Linked DNA regions of Callithrix jacchus: region 2 is linked to region 1. A link is a contact called in public Hi-C data. All regions are on one chromosome and are shown on one strand. The core of a region is the stretch at or near the end of the contact, and the rest is flanking DNA. Distances in the headings are between cores, read along the strand shown.

The links. Hi-C and Micro-C count contacts between places; a contact is called where the count stands out from the background.
Region 2: a Hi-C map of induced pluripotent stem cells shows a contact between it and region 1, with 1.8 times the contacts expected there. The contact joins the promoter of RRAS2 here to the enhancer-like site in region 1. A contact is called at or near these places in 2 of 3 Hi-C or Micro-C datasets (induced pluripotent stem cells and skeletal muscle).

The regions. Positions count from the first base shown.
Region 1 is chr10:80,156,363-80,162,241 of calJac240_pri, forward strand. All of the region lies in intron 1 of RRAS2 (RAS related 2), which reads right to left. Among named protein-coding and RNA genes, the nearest start is that of RRAS2, 66 kb to the right of the region's middle. Within about 2 kb of position 3,154, at least 6 of the 16 cell types and tissues checked have an H3K27ac peak or open chromatin away from gene starts, as enhancers often do.
Region 2 is chr10:80,222,131-80,228,009 of calJac240_pri, forward strand. RRAS2 (RAS related 2) reads right to left here and starts at 3,306. Exons shown (of 8, transcript XR_008475184.2): 1 at 2,886-3,306.

The DNA of each region.
Region 1 (5,879 bases), core at 1,904-4,403:
CTGGGCAACAAGGCGAAACCGCATTTCTACAAAAAATTTAAAACTTAGCCAGAAGTTGGGGCGGGGGGCGGGGGGGGTACACCTGTAGTCCTAGTTGCTTGAGGCTGAGACAGAAGAATTGCTTCAGCCCAGAAGTTCGAGGTTACAGTGAGCTATGATCATGCCACACTGCACTCCAGACTGGGGGACAGAATAACACCCTGTCTCTTAAAAAAAAAAAAAAAAGTTTTTAATTAAAATTAAAATTTTAAAGAATAATCACAGAATTCCATATCTATAACCCTATTTCTTTTTTAAATGTTTTGCTTAAATGCATGATTTATTGAACAAAGTGTAAAAGAAACCTTTACCAACAGCAGTAACTTTTAGTAGAAAGCCATCTCCTCCTCCACTGCTCTATCACCATTTAAAAATAAACAGGTATCAATTCACTTTACTTGCCTGAAAAAAAAAAATAAGCAGGCATCAAAACAATCCTGAACTTACTTTTTGGAACCCATACCGCTTCAAAAAGTAAATAAATTGTACTGACAACAATATTCTCTGTACCCATTACTCTAAACAACTGGAATCAGCAGTCTTTCACAAGCAAATTGGAGAAAGCATTCTCTTTACACTTAAGATTCGTTTCTTGAAACATGTTTCTCCACATGCCATGCTTTAATCCTGTAAAACCCCAATTTCACTGACTACTCCCAGTTGATGCCTCAAAGTACTACACTGTCCCTACCGGTTTTAGCTAAAAATATAATAAATAAATGTTAAATACATTTTTTACAAATGTCCAAGCCATGCACAATAGTAAGAATTCTTTAAATGTGCTGGTTCTTTGCATTGTGAGATTAAATTAAGATATTAACATGTACAAAAGATTGCTGGTTTGACTGTTGGTATAAGATTGTTGCAACTTTAACTGTTTTACCTCCGCTAGTTACGGATATTTCTTTGGATGTCTTAACTCTTGTAATATTACAAGAATTTTGCCATATTGCTACATGCATTTAGTCCACTCATTAATATTTAAGTCAAATTAATTGTTGGGATTTTAGATATTTAGGTTCATGCCTAATCTTTGCTGTGACTTATCTTCATACTTTGTTTACAGAGACCATCATCTACTGGCTACATGTATGTTGTAAAGAGCCATCCACATTGAAAGATTCTTCTTCCTACGAAATATCACTCTGGGGCCTATCATAGAAGCAAAAATCTCTTTCCCTCTCAAAATTCTAATAAGCCACAGGTCAGAATATCCCTCAGAAGACCATTCACTGTATGCAGGTGACAAATACAAGCATCACCTCCCACCAAAGAGACAACATTTTTGTTATGTAAACTTGAGCACCAGATATGTGAGGCAACAAATCACCAATAAGTAATCAATCCCAGTGATGAATAGTCCTGGGTTTAATTCCAACTCCGCTACTCTCTAGCTGTGGGACCTGAGGCAAATCACTTTACTTGTCTAATCTTCAGCATCTGTAAAAGAGTGATAGGAGCAAAATCCTGTGAAACGGATAAAATCAAGTATGCTATTGATTAATAAATATCAACCACAATCATAACTATTATTTTGTCATGCAGTTAAATGGTCCAAATTGGTGTTTTTTATTCAAGTATAAAGAACGGCTAAGTCAGGAGTAGCTGTAATAATTCCAGTCGTAGTTACACTTCAGACCAACCACATGACTTCTGGGACTTGGTTATGCAAATGCTGTGAATCAAGATGAAAGCTCCCCATCTGGAGTTCTAGAAATATTCTCTGGAACTGAGCAGCAACTACACAGGTAATTTACATAAGTAAAACACCAACAAGCTGTACAGTTAAGATATATATACTTTTTGTACATATATGAATTATACCTCTACAGGATATGTAAATTAAATGGCTCCCTGTTGCTTACGAGATTCCACAGTTTCTTTACCAAGTATGCAAAGCTCTCCAGTATTTATGTAGTATGCAAAGCCCTCCAGTTGGATCTGTGTTGTTCATCATTCAAAGCCTCATTTCCCACTACTTGAAACTCTTCAGCCAATTGTCCTGCTCTCTTGATTTCACTCATTCAGTTGTTTAATGACCGTGTATGGAGTACCTACTAAGTACTCCATACTTTCAGAGCCCAGGGCCTTTTATACAACAATCAGTAGTTGAGCTATTAATGGGGGAAAGAGAGACTGTTTTTCTTTTCTAGAAAAGAAAACGTCTCTCTCCTGAAGTTATAAAAAGTTACCAACCACAGCCTAGAAAGGACCTTCTGTAGCAGAAAGCAAGGGAAAATAAAAAAGCACAGTATTGCATTGAGCTAGACAGTAGAGGTTCAGGCAAGGGTAGGGAAGGAGGGTGGACCCAAGGGTTCAAAAGAGTACACTGAGGGGAAAGGAAGGGTGGAGGATGGAGAGAGCATGTGTTTCCTGATGGACATGAAAGAATGTGTGCAGAAGGATCCTAGACAGAAGACAGGGAATACCCCCATCAAAGGGCAGCATGCTTTCCCTGTAGTATGGAGGGGCAAATGAACTTCAGTTTCTTTAAAGTTTTTAGGAGATATGGAGAAACATTTAGGATTAGGGAAGCTATCCCATTCAGAGATAAAAACCTGGTCTGGCAAGCCTGGGCAACAGAGCAAGACCCTCATCTCTACAAAAAATAAATTAGCCAGGCTTGGTGATACGCGCCTATAGTCCCAGCTACTCAGGAGGCTGAGGTGGGAGACTGAGGTATGGGGATTCCTTGAGCCCAGAAGGTTGAGGCTGCAGTGAGCCAGAATGGCACCACTACACTGCAGCCTGAGCAACAAAGCAAGACCCTATCTCAACCAAAAAACAAAGAAAAAACTGGTCTGGGTAAGTTTGTTATAAGCCCTTAATAATGCAAAAGTAGAATATTACGCTGGGATAAGTAGGATAATCCTGCTTACATGCCACCAGATTGTATAACAGGAGGTTGGGCTGGCCTCCTAAGAACTGCCAACTCAGTATCTCCTCAGTCAAAGAAGCTACGTTAAGAAGGAAAAGAAGGAAGGAAGGAGAGAAAAGGGGATGAGTTACCCTTCCACACTGCATTCAGTGGTAAAGAGTGACAACTCACTTTCTCCTAACACCAACCTATTGGTGAAAGTGTAGTTCCCAAACACTGCCACAGAGTGGTGCCTGGTCTACACATTGGGACTGGTAATTTACTGGAGATTCTGGGAAACTCAGTGAATCCAGCACAACGGTTAAGTCTACCACCCTTGCATGGAAAAAGGATACGCTAAATCTAAGGTACCACTGGGGAGTTGTAAACAAATGCAGGGCATTTCTGAGCACAGCATCATTCTCAAGAAAGTTGTAGTTCTCCAAAACCATAGGGTGTAGAAGGGGGAAGGGAAAAGGAGAGGAGAGGAAGGAAACAAATGAGACAAGTGTAGGAAAACCTCGAAAACTCCTGAATCTGTGCAATGTATGACAGTAGGGTCTCTGAACTTTTGTATATATTTGACAATTTTCGTATTAAAATTATTTTTTTAATCTGGTGGTAGCATATAAGAAAAGAGACAGGGATCCTTTTTTAACACTGAGCTTTCACCTCACTCTACTGAAGACTATATCATGTAGAGGCCTGATTTTTTTCTCAAAATATTTTCCAGTTTTTTCTCTCCTCACCCTCCCTTTCTCTCAACAACATATATATATATCTCATCTACCTTGCTTTTTATTTTTTACATTTATTGTCCATTTCCTCCCTGACCCAACTAGAAAGAAACTCCATGAGGGCAGGGACTTTGTCAGAGAGGTAAAGTGACCTACTTAATGCTTAAACATCAAATCACTGGTGGGTCCAGTACCAAAACTGACATTTCTGGGCTTCCTGACCAAGGCTTCTTATACTTTGCAAATCTGCCTCTCGAAACATAAAACACACTCACATTCATCCTCCATTCCTCCTTCCACTGATCCCATCAAAAGTGAGATAGCTGTAGGCCAGGTGTGGTGGCTCACACCTGTAATCCCAACACATTGGGAGCCCAAGGTGGGTGGATCACCTGAGGTCAGGAGTTCAAGACCAGCCTGGCCAACATGGTGAAACCCAGCCTCTACTAAAAATACAAAAATTAGCCGGGCATTATGGTGCATACCTGTAATCCCAGCTACTCAGGAGACTGAGGCAGGAGAATCACTTGAACCCAGGAGGTGGAGGTTGCAGTGAGCCGAGATCGCACCACTGCATTCCAGCCTGGGCGACAGAGGAAGATTTTGTCTCAAAAATAAGGAAGTAAACAAAAGTTTAAAAAAAGAGAAAGTGAGATATCCTCCATCATAATCACTGCTGATGGGGCATTTGCCATCTGACAGACAGATTATAATATGCCATTTTATTACTTCATAACTATATTTTCTCCTTTAATTCCCACAATAACTTTTTTGATAGAATTCCTGTCAATAGACTTTTTGAAAATAAGTCACAAAATCACTTCCTGAAGGTCACCAGCTAATAAATAAGAGCACTACAACTTAAATCCAGGTCTGTTCCTAATGTTCTGATGCTCCTGATCCTAATGTTCATGCTCTATAATTCCTGCTATTTAATAAAATTCAGTGGTGGCTCACACCTGTAATCCCAGCACTTTGGGTGGCCAAGGCAGGTGGATTCGTTGAGCTCAGGAATTCGAGACCAGCCTGGGCAACATGGCGAAATCCCATTTCTACTAAAAATACAAAAATTAGCCAGGCGTGGTGATATGCACCTGTAATTCCAGCTACTCAGGAGGTTGAGGCACGAGAATCGCTTGAACCTGGGAGGCAGAGGTTGTGGTGAGCTGAGATCACACCACTGCACTCCAGCCTAAGTGACAAGAGTGAGACTCTGTCTCAAAAAAAAAAAAAACAACAACAAACCATAAAATTTCAAATGTCTCATTCCTTACTGGCCTATATAGAACAAGGAGTAAACGTACCACCAAAAAAAAAAAAAAAAAAAGACTAACAAATTTACTTTCTTTTCTTCTCCTTCTTGATCTTCTGCTCAGCTCACCCTTTACGCCCATACTACACACAGGTAACAGGTTATAAAATATTCTAGGGGCAAAATTCTGTGATTCTCTGCTCCCCTCCAGTTTAAGCATTTCCCTATTATTACTTGTATCCATAAAACACATACATATTTTAAATTATGATAAACCAAAAATGAGATTTCATAAGTAGCTTCCGATTAATAGGTGCATTTATGCCTTTACTGGAGGCAATATGATGAGAAGAAAAAACACAAGGGCTCTGGTGTCAGAGAGTCTGAGATCCAAATCCAGAAGACATCCTACTTGCTTGCTAGTTGTCTGAGTCCTTGGTTGAATTTACAGCTCTCTAACCCCATTTCCTCAACAGAAAAGGGCAAGAATGGCTAGTTTAGGGAAGGCATATTCCAATGCCCACTTCATATATGGGAGTAAAGAAGGATAAGGGAAAAGGAAAAACTTCCCAGGGAGCAGATGCAAGGAACTGTTCCCATTTGCAGGGGTTAGAGGGAAGCTCACAAAGTTGTCCCTCGGGATCTAAGGGCCACAGGTCCCCAGTGACTGCTATGTAGCCTCCATTCTCCTCTTCCAAGACAGAAGCATTGGCTGAAATTATCCTATCCCTGTACCACCACTGTATCTCTGGTGTGTCCAGCTGCCTAGGGAGGCAGCAGAGTTGAGGGAATCTGAGGTGTAAGTCAAACAGACCTGGACACAGCTCTATCATTTTTGCCAGCTGTGGGAAACTAGAGCAGCTCACTTAACCTGTTTAAACCTTGGTTTCCTTGTCTATGAAATGGAAATCACACCAACTTTGCAGGACTGTTGTGAAAAGTTATAAATACTCTATGTGGAGTACAAAGCACAACAGATGACACACAGTAGGCC
Region 2 (5,879 bases), core at 2,056-4,555, 66 kb after region 1:
ATTTCCCCATTTTACAGATGGGGAAAACTGAGGTACAGAGAGGTTAAATGACCTGCCTAAAATTACACATACAGCAGGTGGTAGAGTTGAGAATGCATCCAGGTGATCGGGTTCCTGTTTCTCCAAAAAGTCTGCTTTTTGCAGAGTTCAGATGATAGGTCCCAAATCAACTATCGATCCCACTCCCCCCCCCCCATATGACTCCCAAATATGACATTTCCATTCTCCCTACCACCAAGCCTACAATGTGCTTTTAACAATTTTTTCCACATTGACTTTTCCGAGTCTGAATTCTCTCTGCATTTAAACATATCACAGAATTGTAGGCATAAACACTGATAACACCTACCATTACTGACCACATACAACATGCTAGATGTAATGCTACTATCTTTGTCATCATTTAAAAGTTATAAAGAATGTGTAATCAGACCCATTTTACTGGTGAGAAAACTGAGGCTCAGAGAGGCTGAATATTTTGGCCATGTTCTCATAGCCAATAAATGACAGAGCTTTAAAAGACACACACCCTGAAGTACATATATACATTTATGTCTTTCTCATGCATACCTGCTTCCTTTACTTCTTTGATATCGTCTAGAGCATCTAGGTACTATACTATTCATAGTGGAGGTATTTCTTCAACAAAGAAATTCTACAAATTATTAGGAAAACAGCAATTAATGCTTTTTTTTTTTTTTTTTGAGGTGGAGTCTCACTCTGTTGCCCAGGTGGGAGTGCAGTGGTGCAATCTTGGCTCATCACAACCTCCGCCTTCCGTGTTCAAGCGATTTTCCTGCCTCATCCTCCCAAGTCGCTGGGACTACAGGTGCTCGCCACCATGCCAGGCTAATTTTTGTATTTTTAGTAGAGATGGAGCTTTGCCAATATTGGCCAGGCTGGTCTTGAACTCCTGACCTCAGGTGATCTGCCCACTTCGGCCTTACAAGGTGCGGAGATTACAGGCATTAGCTTTCTTAATGGCTTTTAATGTTACTCCCCAAAACAAAAAGACCCAACACCTGAATTAACATGGACACAAATAATTCAAAAAAATCCAATTAAAGGCATTGTTTTTAAATTCTCCATTCCCAATTTTGTATTTATTTTCTGCTCAAGATTACATAGTAGACAAATATATACTGAAAATTGTAGAAACAGCCTAGTATTTCAGGAGTCTTAAAAAAATCATTAAGACCAATTTGTGCCATTCTAATCTCCTACAAAGAGAACTGACTTCTGCTTATTAAAACGGTTAGTTTGCTGTGTTCTCTCCCTCCAGTTACTACTGCTGAACAATCATAGTGTTCAGACTTCCTCAAAAAAATTAAATATCAGTAGTTCAAATCTTTTAGTTAACACTATCAATATTGGAACCCAAGATTATTCTCCTACTCCTAGATTTCTCCTCCACTACCCCCTAACCCCCAGCCATCAGACTAGTCCCCAAAGAATGGGTTAGGTATAAATTGTTTTGCTTTCTCATTAGTTATGTACAATTTCTCTGCGCCCTAGGGAAACAGCAACCTGACAGCACCCGATTCTGCAGCCTGCTAAACTTAAACCAATCTCACTTCTTGCTCAGTGATCTCTTTTAAACCCACTAATGAGCATACTGTAAATGCTCATTACATAAACATCCTTTCTTCCTGGATACAAAGGTTTCAGCAGCAGTAATCCCAGGGAATATTATAGCAACAATTATTGTTCATTTACTCAATGTGAAAGGTGACAATCACGTTTGTTTCAGTATTCAATATTTTAACAATATTTTAAGGTCACTATAAACACTAAGTGAAATAAACTGATCAAGTATCCCAATTAATAACAAATGGGTGAAATGGAAACCAGAAAAAAAATTTTTCACCGTTCATACTCTAGATACTGTGAAAATATCCTTGTTACCTGTTATAACAGGGTACGTTAGTTCTCTCCCAGCATATGCCACACCTTTTAGGTTAACAAAAGCAGGAAGACATCGGGGCTTTGTGTTTTAAAAATCCCAAAAAAGATTACTCAAATCTCTCCCCAAGAGCAAATTCTAAGAAGGAAGAATTCCACCTCCCTTTCCTTTACCACAAACCCTAGACTTTCCGCCTCTAGCAACCAGAGAGGGCTGGGGGTGGGGGAGAAGGTGGTTAGAAAACAGAACGCACGACTCGGTCACCTCCCAGCCTGGCCCATCCCAAACTTCACCTAGGCAAGGCGAGAAGCAGGAAGGCACCAGGAATTCCTAGGAAATGGTCTCACCCCACCAGAGAACATTTTTAACTTCCTCGAAGCCACCATTTCCCCGGGGCATTATCACACACTCCCACCCGGACATATTACCTAAGAGAGTACTTAAAAGCACAACACACACAAAGAAATACACCGCGCTTGAAGCTAGCAGCTCCGGCTCAGGCGGCGCGGGGAAGCCTGGAGACCACGAGGAGCCGCGGCCAAGCTGCCACAGCGATCGCCTCGACGGTGCAGGCGCGGCCGCAGGCGGCTGGAAAAGCAGCTCGCGGGGCTCCAGCTCCAAGCCCCATGCCCGGACCCTTCGGACCAGGAAGCTCGCCTTGGTGGCCCAGTCTCTCCCGGAGGTCTCCGGCCTCGGCCAGAGCGATAAGGTGGATCGGCGCTTCCCACCCTGCCAGCTCCGCCCTCCGGACCACATTCCTGAGAAGCCCTACTCCCGGGACGCCGCGCCCGGGAAGAGGCAGGAGTGCTACGCAGCGGCCGCAGGGCAGGAGTGTAGTCGGCCTCACGCCCTCCCGCCCCCGGCCCCGGCCCCGGCCCGCGAGGCGCCTCCGGGGCGAGGTCGCGGCGGCCGCCCCGCCACAGGTAGCTCCGGCCTCCGCCCGCCGCCGCCCGGGCGCCCCCGGCAGGCCCGCTCCAGGTACCTGGATGAACTGGATGGTGAGCGCCGACTTGCCCACGCCGCCACCGCCGACCACCACAAGTCGGTACTTCTCTTGGCCGGAGCCGTCCCGCCAGCCGGCCGCGGCCATGGGGACGCCACAGAGCCCAGCCTGACCGCGCCAAGCCGCCGCTGCCGCCCGCCCTAGGCCCGGCTCCGGGGACGTGTGCGGCCGGCGGGCAGCAGGCGAGCGGCCGGGCGGGGGTCGCGGGCAGCGGGAGGTGTCGGGAGGACAGGTCCGCGAGGCGGCGCGGCGCCAGGGGCTGGCCGAGTACCGCCCGAGGTGCGGAGAAGTGGGGTGACGGCACGGGCCAGTGGCGGCAGCGGCTGGGGGGCGCGCTCCTCTACGCGTCTCCGCCGCGCTTGCCGAACGCAGCCTCCAGCGCCTCCACAAATGGCCGTCTGGGGGCCGGGCTGCCGAGCTGAGGTGCTGCATATGCATGAGGGGGCGGGGAGGGGCGGGGCCACGCTGCTTGGGGCTGAGATTTGGGAGTTGACCCAGGCTTCAGAACCTCACGGACAGGCTACTCCAATCCCTAGCCAGTGAACGTCAGTGAGTGTGGGAGTGGGTGTCAGCTGGGAGTGGGACGAAGGCAGTAAGAGTGTGTGACCCTAATTGTGTATGTCAGGGATTGTGTGGATGGAAAAATACAATATGTGATGGCTTGTGTGAAAAATAGAGCTGTTGGCATATTAACTCAGTTTTATAGGAGAGTAAATACCGTGCTTTAAGAGTACAGATGGTGACTATACTTGTGTGAAAAACAGTATGTGACAGTGATTGAGGATTAGAGCTGTGTCACAGTAATTGAGTGTGTGATGGGCGTGTGCTTGTGGACAGTGTGAAGAATGGGACAGTGGGTGAGCATGGAGAATACGTCACAGTGATTGAGCTTGCATGGGAAAGACGGAATGTAACAGATTTTGTATGTGTCAGTACAGTGTCATAGTTGCTATGTTTATGGGTGACAAATGTTCAGTAATTGGATATGAGGATTGTGAGTGTGAGGGTTTGAACTCCTGGCCTCAAGCAATCCTTCTGGCTCGGCCTCCCAAAGTGCTGGGATTATAGGCGTGAGTCACTGCCCTGGCCTCATGGGGTTTTTAATAAGAATTAAATAAGCACGTAAAACAGTGCTGGTACACAGGAAGCATTTATAGGAAGCAGTTACAGCAATTTTGGAACATGACTACAAGTTCTTGGATTTACCTGGTAACTCACATGGAACCAGTAGAATGCAGCAGAAGAGATGCTGCCTAAGTTCCCAGGCTAGATCAGAAGAGGCCATGTAGCTGTTCTCTTGGTTAATTCTCCAGGAGAAACAAAGTTTGACAACCATAAGACTGCCATGCTACAGAGGCCACATGTAGGCATGCCAGTCAAAATTCTCACTGATGGCAGGAGCAACATGTCCATTAATAAAAAAAAGTCCCACTGAGCTCCCACGAGATCACCGGTATCACCTGTCAGCCATCTGAGTGAGACATCTTCAACAGCCCAATGGAGCCTTCCAATGATGGCATCCCCTGTTAGTGTCTGACTGCAACTGCATGAGAGACCCCAAGCAAGAACTATCTACCCAGGCCAGCCCTTCCTGAATTATACACACACACACACACACACACAAACACACACTTTATTGTTGTCTTTTTTGAAAGACAAGATCCCTGTTACCCAGGCTGAAGTGCAGTGGTACAATCATGGCTCATTGAAGCCTCTAACTTCCGAACTCAAGTGATCCTTCCATCTCAGCCTCACTAGCAGCTGGGACTACAGGCACATGCCATCATGCTCAGGTAATTTTTTTTTTTTTTTTTTTTTTAGAAACAAGTTTTCCGTATGTTACCAGGCTGGTCTCAAACTCCCAAAGTACTGGGATTGCTGGGAGCAATGGCTCACACCTATAATCCCAGCTCTTTGGAAAGCCCAGGTGGGTAGATCGCTTGAGTCCAGGCGTTCCAGACCAACCTGGCCAACATGGCTAAACCCATCTCTTCTAGAAATACAAATTTTAGCCAGGAGTGGTGGCATAGACTTGTAGTCCCAGCTACTCCAGAGGCTGAGGTGGGAGGATCACTTGAGCCTGGGACGCAGAAGTTGCAGTGAACCAAGTCTATGCCACTGCCCTAGTGCCTGGGCGACAGAGCAGCTCAAAAAAAAAAAAAAGTGCTGGGATTACAGGCATGAACCAGCACTCCCAGCCCTTCTGGAATACTTGACCCACAAAATCATGAGCAAAATAAAATTGAGGTGGCTCACGCCTGTAATCCCAACCTTTGGGAGGCAGAGGTAGGCAGATCACTTGAGCCCAGGAGTTCCAGACCAGCCTGGACAACATGACTAATCCCATCTCTACAAAAAATTACAAAAATTAGCCATGAGTGGTGGTGCACGTGCTTGAAGTCCCAGCCACTCTGGAGGCTGAGGTGAGAGGATCATTTGAGCCTGGAACACAGAAGTGACAGTGAGCCAAGTTTGTGCCACTGTACTCGCACCTGGACAACAGAGCGGGCTCAAAAAAAAAGTGCTGGGATTACAGTCATGATCCATCACTCCTGGCCCTTCTTGAACACTTGACCCACAAAATCATAAGTGAATAAAATTGTAGCAGCTCCTGTCTGTAATCCCTGCACTTTGGAAGGCAGAAGCAGGAGGATCACTGGGACCCAGGAGGCAGAAGTTTCAGTAAGCCGATACTGGGGCCACCGCACTCCAGCCTGGGTGACAGAGCGAGATCCTGTCTCAAAAAAAAAAAAAAAAAAAAATACATTGAAATACCGCTTCACACACTCAAGGATGACTAAAATTAAAAGGACAGATTATATAAGTGTTGATGAAGATGTGAAGAAACTGGAGCCCTCATACACTGTGGGTAGGTGTGTTAAATGATGCCACTGCTTTGGAAAACTGTATGTCAGTTCCTCAAAAGATTAAATGTAGTTATCATCCAACCTGACAATTACTCTCCTACTTACC